4 separate regions of the Sus scrofa genome follow, and all the other regions are linked to region 1. Evidence: chromatin contacts called from public HiChIP or PLAC-seq data. All regions are on one chromosome and are shown on one strand. The core of a region is the stretch at or near the end of the contact, and the rest is flanking DNA. Distances in the headings are between cores, read along the strand shown. Region 1 overlaps LOC102159120 (a long non-coding RNA gene). Region 2 has its middle 240 kb from the start of BTG1. Region 3 has its middle 120 kb from the start of BTG1. Region 4 overlaps LOC106510428 (a long non-coding RNA gene).

Region 1 (3,147 bases), core at 175-2,674:
TTGACTCTGAGCTAATTTAAAGAGAGAATAGCCTGGATGGGCCACACCTAATCAGGTGAGGTCTTTACGAGACAGGGGAAGTGTTACGGGGATGCCCTCCAGGTGACCTCAGAAGTGAAACAAATTGGCATGTTGTGACAGAGCCTATGGACCACCCATGTGGCAAGGACCTGAGGGTGACCTCCAGGAGCTTAGAGTAGTCTTCAGTCAATAGCTAGCAAGAAAAAAAAAAAAAAAAAAATTCTGGATCATACAGCCTCAAAGAAATGAATTTAGCCAACAATTCTGTGAGCCTGGAAGAGGCGCCTCAGTCTCCAAGAGATCATAGGCCCAAGCAGCTCTGCAATTTCAGCCTGAGCAGAGGACTCAGTTAATCCACAGAAACCTTGACATAAAAAACATGGGATGTTTTAAGTCACCAAGTCTGTGATCATTTGTGATGTAGCCATAGAAAGTAAATAACCTCTCCTCTGTCCCTTCTTTCCCTGTTCCTCTCAATGCTGCAGTCTCAACTGTCCTTAGTTTCCTAATTAAAACTGTACTTCCATGACTGTGGCTTTGCAAAGAATGCTCATATTGTCTGGAATGCCCGTTTCCTTTTTTCTGCCTCTTGAATATCACCCATCCTTCAGGACCCAAGTCAGCTCATCCTCTGCCAGAAGCCTGGACTGATTGCCCTAGGCTGACTACATTCCTTCCTGTTCTGTATTCCACTACACCCTGGGATCTCTCTCTCTCTCTCTCAAATGACTTAATTGAGAGCAAGAATTTAGAGTATTCACACTCGTGACACTTAGAATTTGGACAGTGCTTAGAACATAGGTGACACTCCGTAAATTGTTGATTAGTTAATGTACCTATTGTTTTCTATTCAAACGCTTCTGTTTATTCAACTTAATAAACATTTATTTTTAGGGCCTTTTATAGCTGCTGCAGACAATAAAAAGATGAGTAGATCGTGTTCCCTATTTCAAAGAGGAGGAATAAGGTTTGTACACAAACAATAATTACGAGAGGCAGAACAACCTGTACCGCAGAAGAACCCGATCAGGAAGAGAGAGATAAGGTCCACAGGATAGAGGCGAGCACACATATGGCTTCTAGCCTCAGCTGTATTTTGGGGAGCAACATCTTCCCATCATTACAAAGCGGGTTGGGACAAGGATGGGGAAAGAAACGGCTGCTCTTATCTCTCAGGGAGCTGGATAGTGAGCAGGGCTCCCGCAGCCCTCGCTCTTCTTCCCGGGCAGCTTGGAGCATGGCAGCGGTGCAAATGGTTGGAGGAAGAAGCAGGTCACGGAGGAAGGGAGGGTTGTTGAGCAACGTCAGCTCTCCCCTAAGACTCTGTGGACACCAGGGCCGTGGGAGAGACAGAGCCACGAAGTCTTGCTTGATGCTGCGTGTGTGGGGCTGCTCTAAGGAGCCCGTTCAACGGCTGCTGGTGTGAAACCCAAGGAAATGTCCCCACAGCGCTGATGTCAACATGCATCATGTGGGCCGCTTACATTGTGAGTCACACACCCACATCCTGTTGCCTTACAATCACATTAATTTTCCCTTTCAGTGACATATCAAAGAGGATGTGTCTTTTTCAGTTTGTTTCCAATAGATGTCTGTTCTTTTTCAGCAGAAAGGAGATGTGTACATGAGTTCTGCCAACGACCACCACATGTGGGCCAGGCTTATTTCCCTCATGAGGGCCAGGAGCTGGTGCCACACACCACATGGTGATTTAATACACTTTGTCATTTGGTATCACTTGAACACCCGCTTCTTTCAAAAACTCATCCATTTAGTTTGTACCATTCAGATAAACTTGCAGACAATGACAAAGAGCATCTGTAATATTAAAATCCACTTGTTCCAGTTGTTCCTCTGAACTTACAAAATGTGGTGGATATAAAGTCCCCGTTATATTTGACTCGATTCCATGGTTTTGAACCTTATCCACTTAATTAACCAAGCTGAAATAATCATCCGATTATTGGATTTGTGTAGGTGCTCATGGCAAGCCCTATTCTAAATTGAACTTCTTTTTAGCTCTGGAAGGAAGGGTAGGATGGAAAAAGAAGTCAAGACTTATTGGAAATAAACCAAGACTATAGAGAAACTTACCATTTTTTCTAGTGTGGAATATTTTCTCTGTTCTTACTTCTTAGAATCATGTATGAGCTAAATTTGATAGTAGCCTGGTTACCTGGAGGAAAGGTCTCAGAGAAGCACCTCTTGGCAGCCCCCTCACTGGGGGACTTTCCAACACTCGTCCCAGCCTCCAGTGCACTCATTATAGTGATGACACATGTCTTGGCAGAATGTCTCCATGTTCAGAAGTAGAACAGCTCCAATGTTCCTGATTCTATTTTAGACTTGTACTAAAGTTATCTGCCCAGCACAGTCTGACTTCTTTAAACGTCATCTAAATTTTTCAGACTTGGTTTGGTCAGCCTGCTAGTCTCATAGGATAAAGAGATAATATTGCCTTCCAGAGTTGGAGCCTAAATATTAGAGACTGTATTGTGAGAAGCCATAAATTTCCCCCAAGGGGGTCTCGTTTACAGTGGTAGGATGCTTATAAGGCCAGCATTGGTTTTCTCGCAAAATGGCATGTGAAACACAAGTTACAAAAATACACTCATGATTTGAAAGGTATCAAGGAGTTTTTAAAAATGTTCTACATTTTGTTTCTGTTCATTAACTGGTTTTAACTTTTCTTAGAGGACTTTTGTAATGAACCACTGGCTGGCCAAACTAAATACCAAAGACTGAAAAGTCATTTGTGATGGGAAACAGGACAAATAAAAGAGGTATTACGCAAACATAATCCTTAACTTTCACACGTTAATCTCTCAAAAAAAGGTCATCGTACTTTTATTCACTATAGAGTAACATCCCTTTTGGAAGTAGGTACATCAATTGATAAATAAAAAATATTTTGAATTTTCCAATGGGGGTACTTTTTCACTCACCAACAGTTTAAGTTTGGGAACTTTGTCTGTAGAGCTGAGGTTTTTTTAATCACATCCTGTCCCTGTTGTTTTATTAAATGAATGAAAGTGAATAAATAAAAATAATAATATTGTGAATTGTAAATGTTATAAATTCAATATGATTGAAATGGAGATAAAATCATTATGATAAAATCGTACT
Region 2 (3,147 bases), core at 294-2,793, 500 kb after region 1:
AAATACATATACGGGGGTGGGGATATGAAAAGGTATGCTTTATAATAAAAATTTCCAGGAGGGAGGAAATCAAAGATTTCCACGGGAACTAGGAATTTTATAAATCAGTGGCATCCAAAGCTCTGTTTTCAAACAGAGAAATTTGAGGCTCTAAAAGGCTAAGAGATTTGCTTCAAGTTCTAGAGGGAATTACTTGATAATGAAGCCACAGCCAGAAACCTCATTTCCCAACCTCAAGGTTGGTTTGCTTTCCAGAACACTAGAACACTCCAAATAATTTCTGCAACAAAAATAATCTCACCATTTCCCCTCATATTTATGGCTGAGAAAACCACTCAGTGATCAAGGCACCTAAGTAAATAAAATGTATCATAACTGGGTACATTTCAGCCAAGAAACAAGGGAAAGATCATGTCACTTCAGTTCTCAACAAGCTCTTTTGTTAATTTATTCAACGGCTGTTATCTTGAATAGGTGACACCCACATATCAAATTGCATTTTGGTCTATTGCAATGACTAGTTTTCCTTGTTCTTTGGTTCCTAAAGCCAATTATTCTCTTTAACACCTTTGGAGATGCTAAGTGAGGCTAATGAGAGCGGATTTCTTGTGTGTTTATTAGTCATCACCATCACCTCACATATGTAGATATATTTTTAATACTTTCAGAGTGTCAATAAATTATGTTTGAGCCTCAAAAGAATATCATAAAGCAGCTATCACCTCCTAGGAAATACAAGCTTCACTGGCAGAAGAGTGGTGAAAGATGTGGTTTCAGACCATTAGAGTTTCAAATCCTTCTCCTGTCACCAGCTGTGTGGCCCTGAGTAAGTTACTTCACCCCTGAGTGCTTCAGTGCCTCATCCGTAATATGAAGCAATAAAAGAAGCTGTCTTGTGTACTTGTTTTTAGAATGAAGATAATCCATGCAAAATGTTTATCAAGTCACGTGGCATAGTCTCTCCAATACTATTAGCTAGACTATTTATAAATTAGGTATTGATAGCCCCCAATAACTAACACTTAATGAATGCCTACTATGTACCAAGTACTATATTCTAAGAACCTCACAAGCAGTAACTCAGTTTTCACAGTGACTGTTGGAGGTGAGAACGACGATTACTATGTCTGTTTTGCAAATGAGGAAATTGAGACACGCAGACAAAGTCACTTGCCCCAAGTCTCGCAGGTGGGAGATTGTAGAGCCAGGGCTGGAACTCAGAAGGTCGGGTCCTTGGCTCGCTCTGTTTCCCAGAACAGGCTGTGTGCTAGGCCTGCGGGGGCGACAGCAGTGAGAACCCCATGGTTCCTGCCTTCCTGAAAGCCAATGCAATCTCCCTAAAGGAGAGAGGAGCTCTCTGCAAAATGGTGGGACGAAAGAGCGAGCTCTGAACTCTTCCTAGGAGCTTTGGAAAGGGTCGGTTATCCTAATCCTCCTGTTGTTTAGATCTGCTTGCTCCCTTCTCTGCGGGCCACACACATCCCTAAGCTGAGAATCACCGGTTACCTAACCTCTGGTCCCTCCCACAGCACTTGCTACCCTATCTCAAAAAGCCACCCGACTCAGATTCCAGGTCCCTGACCACCTCTATCACGCGTCCTGTCACCTTCATGATACTCTTTCCAACATTCTACATTTCCTTTCCGTGGGTTGTTAGGTGAATACACGCTTGGCCCTCAGTGAGGACTCCTTGTTCGACATGGCACACACTACAAAGATGATGATTCAACACACATTTCTGAGCGTATCCAGTCTATACGCTGCAGGGCTAGAAATGAATTCATGCTTCTTTGATGCCACAGTGCCATCTCTCCTGAGGGTGGGGCCTGTATTTCTTCGGCATCCAATTTCTCACAAGTATATGATTTCTACTTTTGCAAAACAGGACGTTGTTTAACCAAGTTCTTATGGGAGGAAGCACAGCCCAGTGAGCAGAACAATGATTTGAAAGTCCTGGGTTCTATTTTCAGCTCCACTGTTGACTAGCTGTGCATTCAGCCCTTGGAAGGTCAAAGCAGAAGGGCCTTGCACCGCTGACTTTCTCTGCATGTACAGCTCTAGATGGAAAACAAAACAGGCATCTGGCTCTCAGCCTTGAGAAGCTGTGGTCTTTGGAGAATAGATGTGTAGTCACACTTTGTTTTCTTTTTAAAGCAAAAGAACAGAACAAACTCTCTTGGGGTGGGGGAGAGAGAGGGCGGCTGCAAAACGAGCTGGCAGAGAACCTAAGAGAGAAACCCAATCACCTTTTAAACAATCCAGGGGTTAAGGGACTGTTCGAACCATTTCAATCAAAGAAGCCTCTCCGGAGTAAGTTGGAGTTGCCTGCGTTCTAACATGGAAGAGGCTAAGGTTTGAAAGACTTCTCCAAATTTGAACAATGCCAGGTGTCCAGAACTCTTCCTATAGGGCAGACAGGAGATGCTAGTGAGTGAGGCTTGTGGGCAAAGGTGGAAGCACCGGCCCCCTCTAAAGCCATCTGCTGCTACCCAGCACCAGCTGCTTGTCATGGGGAGAAGCCACTGTTGCCTACACAGCTGAGCTTTCAAGAAAAACTAAACAATTAAAATTTTGTTCTTAGAACTTCACTTTAAATGACGGAGCCTAATCAACATTTAGAGTCACTGAGCAGGCAAACTGAACTTAGCAAAGCCTAGGCGATGCACTCTCTATCGCTCCTATCTAAAGATGGGATGGAGTTCCTTAAGGATTTTAATTATGTGCTCTGCTATGAATGGGTAGAAATTACACACCAGACAAAAGCTGTTAGCAGTGGCACTCAAACTTGGCTGCACGTGGGAATACCATTAAAGACAATGATACCTGGCTCCCAACACAAAGATTCTGATTTAATTAGAGTGGGCTGCTGTCTGAGTATTGGAATTTCCAAATACTCCCCGAGTGACTCTAATAGGCAATCTTGATTGAGAAGCACTGTTATAGGGTATTATAAAAAAGTAAAAGAGTTTCAGAAATTTGTGAGTTTTTAACTTGATAAAATGCACAGCTAATCCCTAGCTGACATGGGTCAGGGAACTGATATTCAATCTGAACTGCTTTTTCTTTTTTTAACTGGGACTCTTAGCTCTAGCATCATTGCTGGTGGCCTTAATGTTTTTGAGCTCATTTGGAAACAGTGCTGCCAAC
Region 3 (3,147 bases), core at 247-2,746, 380 kb after region 1:
TGCCTCCCGCCCAACACCACGCTGCCACCCGACGCCTCTGCAAGAGATGCACATGATGACGTGACTGCCCTGCTGCAAAGTGGTTTCTCACTAATGATTTCTCAGTCCGACACTGTCTTTCAAGATCTTCCATGAGCTCCCTCCAGCCCGCTTTCTAGGCCCAAATTCCCTCACTCTCCCTCCCAGCTCTATGCGCACAGGGCACCTAAACAGGTCTACTTGCTCCACGTTGGTGTCCTTCACCTGCTCTCCTCTCAGCCTGGCACGCTCTTCCCCTCCCAGCCGTTGCACCCGCGGCAGCACTGTCTGCCCCATGAAACCCTCCATCATCCTGTAAGATCCAGATCTTCGTCTCAGAAACCTTCTCTGGCCTCCGAATCAGGGCTGTGCCCTTCTACTGTTGAGCCTCCACTGTGACAGGTGTAGCACTTATTGTGCTATTTTCACAATGCTTTGTTCACATTACTTGTACTTTTATCAGTAGTTCTCAAAGCATGGTCCGAAGGACAAGTGCCTCAAAAATATCTGCCTATAAGAAGGGCAGATGCCTTGTTTCCCTTGGAAATCGGCATTCCTGGGACTTCCTGGGCGATTAGAGTCGAGAACCTCTGGACTGGGCTGTAAACTCCTCCAGGGTGGGCATTGTCTACCAGGACGTGGCAGTAATGAGTGAATAAGAATATCTCATCGCTTTTCAGCCACAGGGGAGCTTCTGTCGCTCTTACTGTTTGTCACATTTTACGAACACAGCTCAGAGTCCCGTTAGTCCCGTTCCCCACCGCATCTATCCCAGATCTTAGCCCGGGGCCCTGGGGCATGGCCGGCACTAAATAAATGCCTTTCCACGGATGGCAGGAAACTATGACCTGCAGAAGCTTTGAGCGCTGTGCAGCTGGGCAGAGATGCAGCCAAAGTATCAACAAGATGAGCACAAGGCCTGCTCAGTTACCCAGGAGGAGGCACTAAGTCAGACCAAAAGCAGAGCTGGCAATTCTCTGATGTTCCTTTGTAGAAATCCTTGATGTGGGCTGTGAAATGTCAAATCCAGATTTGATTAAGCCGAACTCCAAATCCCCAAGGCAAGTGTGTATCCACGATCTTAATGTAATTATTGGAGCCAACGCCGTCTGTTACTTTCAAAAGGGCTGAGCTAGCACCCCATCCATTGATACCGACTCCTACAAAATGAAGCCTGCAATTGATTCAGCACATCCCAGGCCGATAATGCCTAGAAAAGCTTGATCTGGTTCCTTCCTGAACGTTGAAGTATTAAATTAAACCAAAAAAGAAAAAAAAAGTTCTGATCTACTCTAAAGCCAGAAGAAAGAGCGGGTCCCAAAGGCTATAGCAGAAATCAACGTTCTGTTTCTCTGGCTTAGTGCTAGACTGTTGTCTCTTTGGAAGTTTCCACTTCCTTCTTCAAATGATAACCTATCACTTTTCAGTTAACCCATACTCTGAGTTTTTAAAGGCCAGCCAATAAACGACACGAGCTGTTCTAAGGGCTGTGGGCTTCTGGCTGAAGGATTCAGTATATACAAGTGGAAACTTGGCTTCCTCTGCTTACACATACACTTTAAGCGATGGGCAAAAAAAAGTCAAGCCAGAACCGAGTCTCAAACCGAAGTAGGCACTTCGGGATCTATCAAATTAAACCCAAATGCCACAGCTTCACTGAAGCAGACCTGATTTCACTACCGCGTTCTCAGAGGGAAGAGGGGTGGGGGCAGCTACTCCCAAGCTCCACCCCAAGCCAGAGCTCCACTTTGTTCTGTGAAATTCAGAACACATTTGTTCCCTTTTTTTCCCCTTCAAAATCTACTCCTGCCCTTACGTAGGGTCTGGCTGGAGCTAAAATCATAAGCACCAAAGACAGCAGGGGAAAGGCCGCTTTATTGTGAAATCCAGTCTGAGTAAAAGCAAAACGGATCAGCATCTTTTGACCTTAAGCCAGTGGCGAAGTCTGACAAATCATGGCTGAGGGAACTTGGAAAAGGTCTGATGAGCTGTCAAGCCACGGACAATTTAGCGATTTTCTTGTCACCCCCTATAGACGCAATTCTGAAGTTTCCAAATTCCGGAAACTTCCTAAAGCAGGACCGACAAATCTGAGAAGACACAAGTCTCCTGGTGACCCTAGAACCAACCTCATGTTTCTGAGAGTCTTGAGATCAGAGGAGACCAGTTACCTAGAGGCAAGAATGGATTCTGTTGGAGCCGCCTGTATCAGACTCGCCACAAGAGAAAGATAATTTCTAGGCCAACACAGAGTATGGGGGTGGGGCGAAGCAAAGGGATTTTTCTCCTCCTTTTGGTTCTTATATCAAGAGCTAATCCCACACATGGCAGTGACATTAAGGCAGGAGTCTTGGCATCAGCTGCCAGTGGGATACCTGGTTTAAACAGAAAGCACTCTTTTGGACGCAAGGTACATTACAGAGTTCCTGCCTTTTAGGGACTCCCTTGCCTAAAAGCACCCATTGTCTCACTCTCTCTTGACTTACATGTGACTCCAAACTCACATAAACCCATTCCAGCTTGCCCTCACCAACTCTTCCCATCTCCCAGCAGGTCCGCCATGCATGCCACCCTTCAGACCAAGGGTTGGCAAACTTTTCCTGTAAAAAGCCACAGAGTAAATTGTTCAGGGTTGCAGGCCGTAAGGTCTTTTCATAACTATTCAACTCTGCTGTGGTAGAATGAAAGCATTCATAAACAGTAGTGTAAATGAATGAGCCAGGCTATATTTCAATAAAACTTTACTCCAAAAAACAAGTGGCAGCCTAGATTTAGTCCCTAGGCTATAAGTTTGCTCGCTCCTGTTTTCAACAGACCAAATTTATTCCTTTGTAGGTGCTGGTTTCTTCTGCCTGGGGTCTTTTGTCCTTTTCTCTCAGCTCAAATATATTAATTCATTAAAATTCATTATGTATTGGAAGGCTGTCAGATGCCAGATTTGTCCTAATATCTAGAGATGAAACAGTGAAAAAAAGACATTTTTTTTTTTTTTTTTACCATGGAAGAATTTAGATCCTAGCAGAAGCTAATAAACAATCAATAAGTAGCAAATAATAGCATACATGCCAGGTGGAACTAGGTAAAGAAAAATAAGGCAGGTAAGTGAGGATATTATTTTAAATAGTGGTT
Region 4 (3,147 bases), core at 273-2,772, 350 kb after region 1:
GTATATGTGTGTGTGTGTGTGCACACACACATCCAATTTATTTTTTATATTGGCTAATTCAGAAATCCTTTCTAGAAGCTCAATATTCACTGACTTAACTCCCACACGGAACACTGATGCTAGCTTTGTCTCAGACACAAAAGACAGTAAAGCAGCTAATGGAATCCTTTCTTTCAAATACTATTTTGATATGACTAATCTTGCTGTTTGGTCAAATAGTGCAGCTAGCTCAGTGCTGACTATACTACTTTTTAGTGCAAAGGGAAACTAAACAAGAGAATCAGCCATGGTGTATAATCTATATATGATCTCTGTTCCATTATTTTTATTGCTTGACATTCAGAATAAACCACAACCATCAATTCCCCAGGTCCCCAGATCATAATTACCTGGAATATTTGATTCTCTGAGAGATGTGAGAATTTCTAAGCTTATCTGTTTTTATACAAATTTGCTTGCTAAGGAGATTTCATAAAAAGCAATTTAGCTCTGGGCCTCTTAAGAATATATATACAAAATGAAAGAAAGGCATTCAATTTTCAGTTTTCTTCCCTCCGCTGACTTCACTCATCTGGTTTACTTTTCTGTCCATGGAGATTCTAAAGGCGGTGTGCTATGGAAATGATTTCACTGCATCACCACATCATTTGCGTCTGGGCTTGCCTTCCACCACAGGTGTGAGATCACGTGTGGTGCGGAGGGGCAGCGGGTCGAAGAAAGGCAAGGGGTAGGTGAGTAGCAGAACCCTCAGGAAGCTTTTCCAAAGAAGGCACCCCTGTCCGCCTTCCTCCTCGCCTCAATCAGTTCAGAAGCAGGGATCGAATGAGCGAAACTGGCCAGGGATTCTGTTCGCACAGAGCGCATAGGGGCCTGAGCTATTCAGGTACAGACATTACCCATTTTGTCAAGGACAGTGCATGTGCACGGGCAGAAGGGTAGATCAGGAACGGGAAAGGACCGTTATTGATTTGTTAGTGTGGATTTTTATCACCAAGGAAAGGCTTTAGTTACCATTTACATAAGAATTATGAACAGGCAGCCAGGAAACTTCAAAACCAATTTGAATCATCTTACTTAGCAGTTAATTACAGTTCCCTTATGAATGAAAAACAAATAAGTTTACTCAAATACACTGATAATACCTTCCATAGTGGCATCTGCCCACACTGATATAAAACTGTTCCCAAAGCCAAATCAACTGATTGAGAAGTCAAATAAACTTGATTACTCCTTGTGCATGCAGACACGTCAGATGTAAAACTGTGACTTACAGGTTTATAAAAGATTTACCAATCCAGACTCACTAAGAGGAAGGGTCAACTTGGGTATCCCTAGCAACAAATCCTGAGTCAATTTTGTGTGACCTCAGAGAGCAGGAGTGAGAGACAAGGGAAGTGAAACAAGGAAGGCGGGAACTTGATACAGAAATGGCTTTTCCAGTTGACCATTGCTATGGTTAACTGGTACTCACTGCTACAAGATCTTTGCAGGAGGTTTAGCAGAGGCACTTGGGAGCTGGCCATTGGGTGATGTAAGGAGGAAATGATTCCTTGGCTCTCACCCCACAGTGGTCAAGGGTGAACTCATGGGCATTAGCGCCCAGGCACTTTTAAATTGTGCAAGTATGAGTGGTGTTTTCCCACAAATGTCCTAAGCTAAGAATCAGAGAGTTGAGATGAGGCACTGTTAGCTTGCACCTGTGCAAGTTGGTCAAAGCTTCATGGAACTAGTTATTACATCTGTGGTTACAGAAGAGGTCGGATTGAAAAGACTTAAAATCCTCACAAGAGTGGCCCAGTGCGTTGAAACGCAGAACATCTTTAAAATCAAAACAAAGCTTTTTCATAGTGCATATATTCAATACCCAGAAAAACCCCGGGATGTTTTATGGCAAATCTTTACCAAATAGAAAGCATGGGAAATAGATTTGAAGCAAAAATGACGTCCTAAATCTGACACTTATAAAGTTAGACTAGTTACATTCAATTCAGTATGAACTTAGACCAGTTACAGTCAATTTTGCTGAGCCTCAGTTTCCTGATCTCCAAAGACACAGATAAATGATATCTTTCTCATGGGATGCTTGAATGCTAAATGAGATGCTGAATGTAGCAGCATGGTTAGCATTTCAGAAAATGGGCACTCATAATAATAACTATTAGCACTCAATCAAAGTCAGCACACAAGGCCACGTGGAGGGACCACACCATTGTTAGGGGCTATAGATTTCAGTCAGCCAGGACCAGGGGAGAGAGAGAACAAAGGTGGTAACAGCTGGTGGGTACTAGTGGAAGAGGTTTTCTGGACCCTGGGGAATGACAGATTATACAGAACAATCAAAACCAAGTTGTGGGTTGGGAGAGTCAGCAATCACCCTGAGGCCAGAGGTCAAGTGTGGTGACCTCTGATCCAAAGCTAGGAAACAGAATGCTCAGAAGCTGGAGGTCAAGTCATGGCAAGGGTCAAAGGCAAGCACATGGTGGTGTCAGCACACATGTTGCTCTATTAGAGGCCTTTCTTGTCAGGAAGCTTGCCATTCCATTCCCTGCCATTACATTCCTAGATGTGGTCAGTCAAAAGTCTGAGAGATCAAAGACACAAAACCCTGCAAATGACCAGATTATGCAGCAGTTAATGGGAAAAGTTCTAAACAAAATGTTTGCATTATGTACTCATCCCAAGAAGTTATGCACTTTTTTCTTCCAAAGATGTCTATGACTTAAGGAGTTCTTGTTTACAACTTACAGGGTGTGCAAATTTTTCTGATTTTCTTTGAACTTCCTGTATCTTTCTGCCCTAGCCCTCTGTCTTTAAATTGTGACCAGAATTCACTCAACATCAGCTTTTTAATCTCATGCTTGTAAATGTCTTATGTCTTAACATGTTTCACATTGTTCCACACTTCACTGATTCCAAACATCCATCCATCCATCTACCCATCCATCTACATCCATCTTAGTCCACTGGGCATCTATAATAGAACATGGAATAGATACCACAGACTGGGTAGCTTAAACAACAGACATTTCTCACACTTCTGGAGGCTGGGGAGTCCAAGATCAAGGTACCGACCGATTCCATGTCTGGTAAGGGCCCATTTCCTGGTTCATGGATAGCCATTCTCTAGATGTGTATCCTTACAAGGTG

The links. HiChIP or PLAC-seq counts read pairs in DNA pulled down with a chosen protein or histone mark.
Region 2: an H3K27ac HiChIP or PLAC-seq map of skeletal muscle shows a contact between it and region 1, with 6 times the contacts expected there. The contact joins two enhancer-like sites. A contact is called at or near these places in 1 of 47 Hi-C or Micro-C datasets (heart right ventricle) and 1 of 2 datasets of contacts at active chromatin or transcription factors (skeletal muscle).
Region 3: an H3K27ac HiChIP or PLAC-seq map of alveolar macrophages shows a contact between it and region 1. The contact joins two enhancer-like sites. A contact is called at or near these places in 2 of 2 datasets of contacts at active chromatin or transcription factors (alveolar macrophages and skeletal muscle).
Region 4: an H3K27ac HiChIP or PLAC-seq map of alveolar macrophages shows a contact between it and region 1. The contact joins two enhancer-like sites. A contact is called at or near these places in 2 of 2 datasets of contacts at active chromatin or transcription factors (alveolar macrophages and skeletal muscle).

What each region holds. Positions count from the first base shown.
Region 1 is chr5:91,071,203-91,074,349 of Sscrofa11.1, reverse strand. The region is part of intron 3 of LOC102159120 (a long non-coding RNA gene); the gene reads right to left. Among named protein-coding and RNA genes, the nearest start is that of BTG1, 260 kb to the right of the region's middle. Within about 2 kb of position 1,424, at least 38 of the 83 cell types and tissues checked have an H3K27ac peak or open chromatin away from gene starts, as enhancers often do. A contact at or near this core is called in alveolar macrophages and skeletal muscle, where this site is marked.
Region 2 is chr5:90,569,262-90,572,408 of Sscrofa11.1, reverse strand. No RefSeq gene overlaps it. Among named protein-coding and RNA genes, the nearest start is that of BTG1, 240 kb to the left of the region's middle. Within about 2 kb of position 1,543, at least 13 of the 83 cell types and tissues checked have an H3K27ac peak or open chromatin away from gene starts, as enhancers often do. A contact at or near this core is called in skeletal muscle, where this site is marked.
Region 3 is chr5:90,691,885-90,695,031 of Sscrofa11.1, reverse strand. No RefSeq gene overlaps it. Among named protein-coding and RNA genes, the nearest start is that of BTG1, 120 kb to the left of the region's middle. Within about 2 kb of position 1,496, at least 16 of the 83 cell types and tissues checked have an H3K27ac peak or open chromatin away from gene starts, as enhancers often do. A contact at or near this core is called in alveolar macrophages, where this site is marked.
Region 4 is chr5:90,719,491-90,722,637 of Sscrofa11.1, reverse strand. All of the region lies in intron 3 of LOC106510428 (a long non-coding RNA gene), which reads right to left. Among named protein-coding and RNA genes, the nearest start is that of BTG1, 94 kb to the left of the region's middle. Within about 2 kb of position 1,522, at least 8 of the 83 cell types and tissues checked have an H3K27ac peak or open chromatin away from gene starts, as enhancers often do. A contact at or near this core is called in alveolar macrophages, where this site is marked.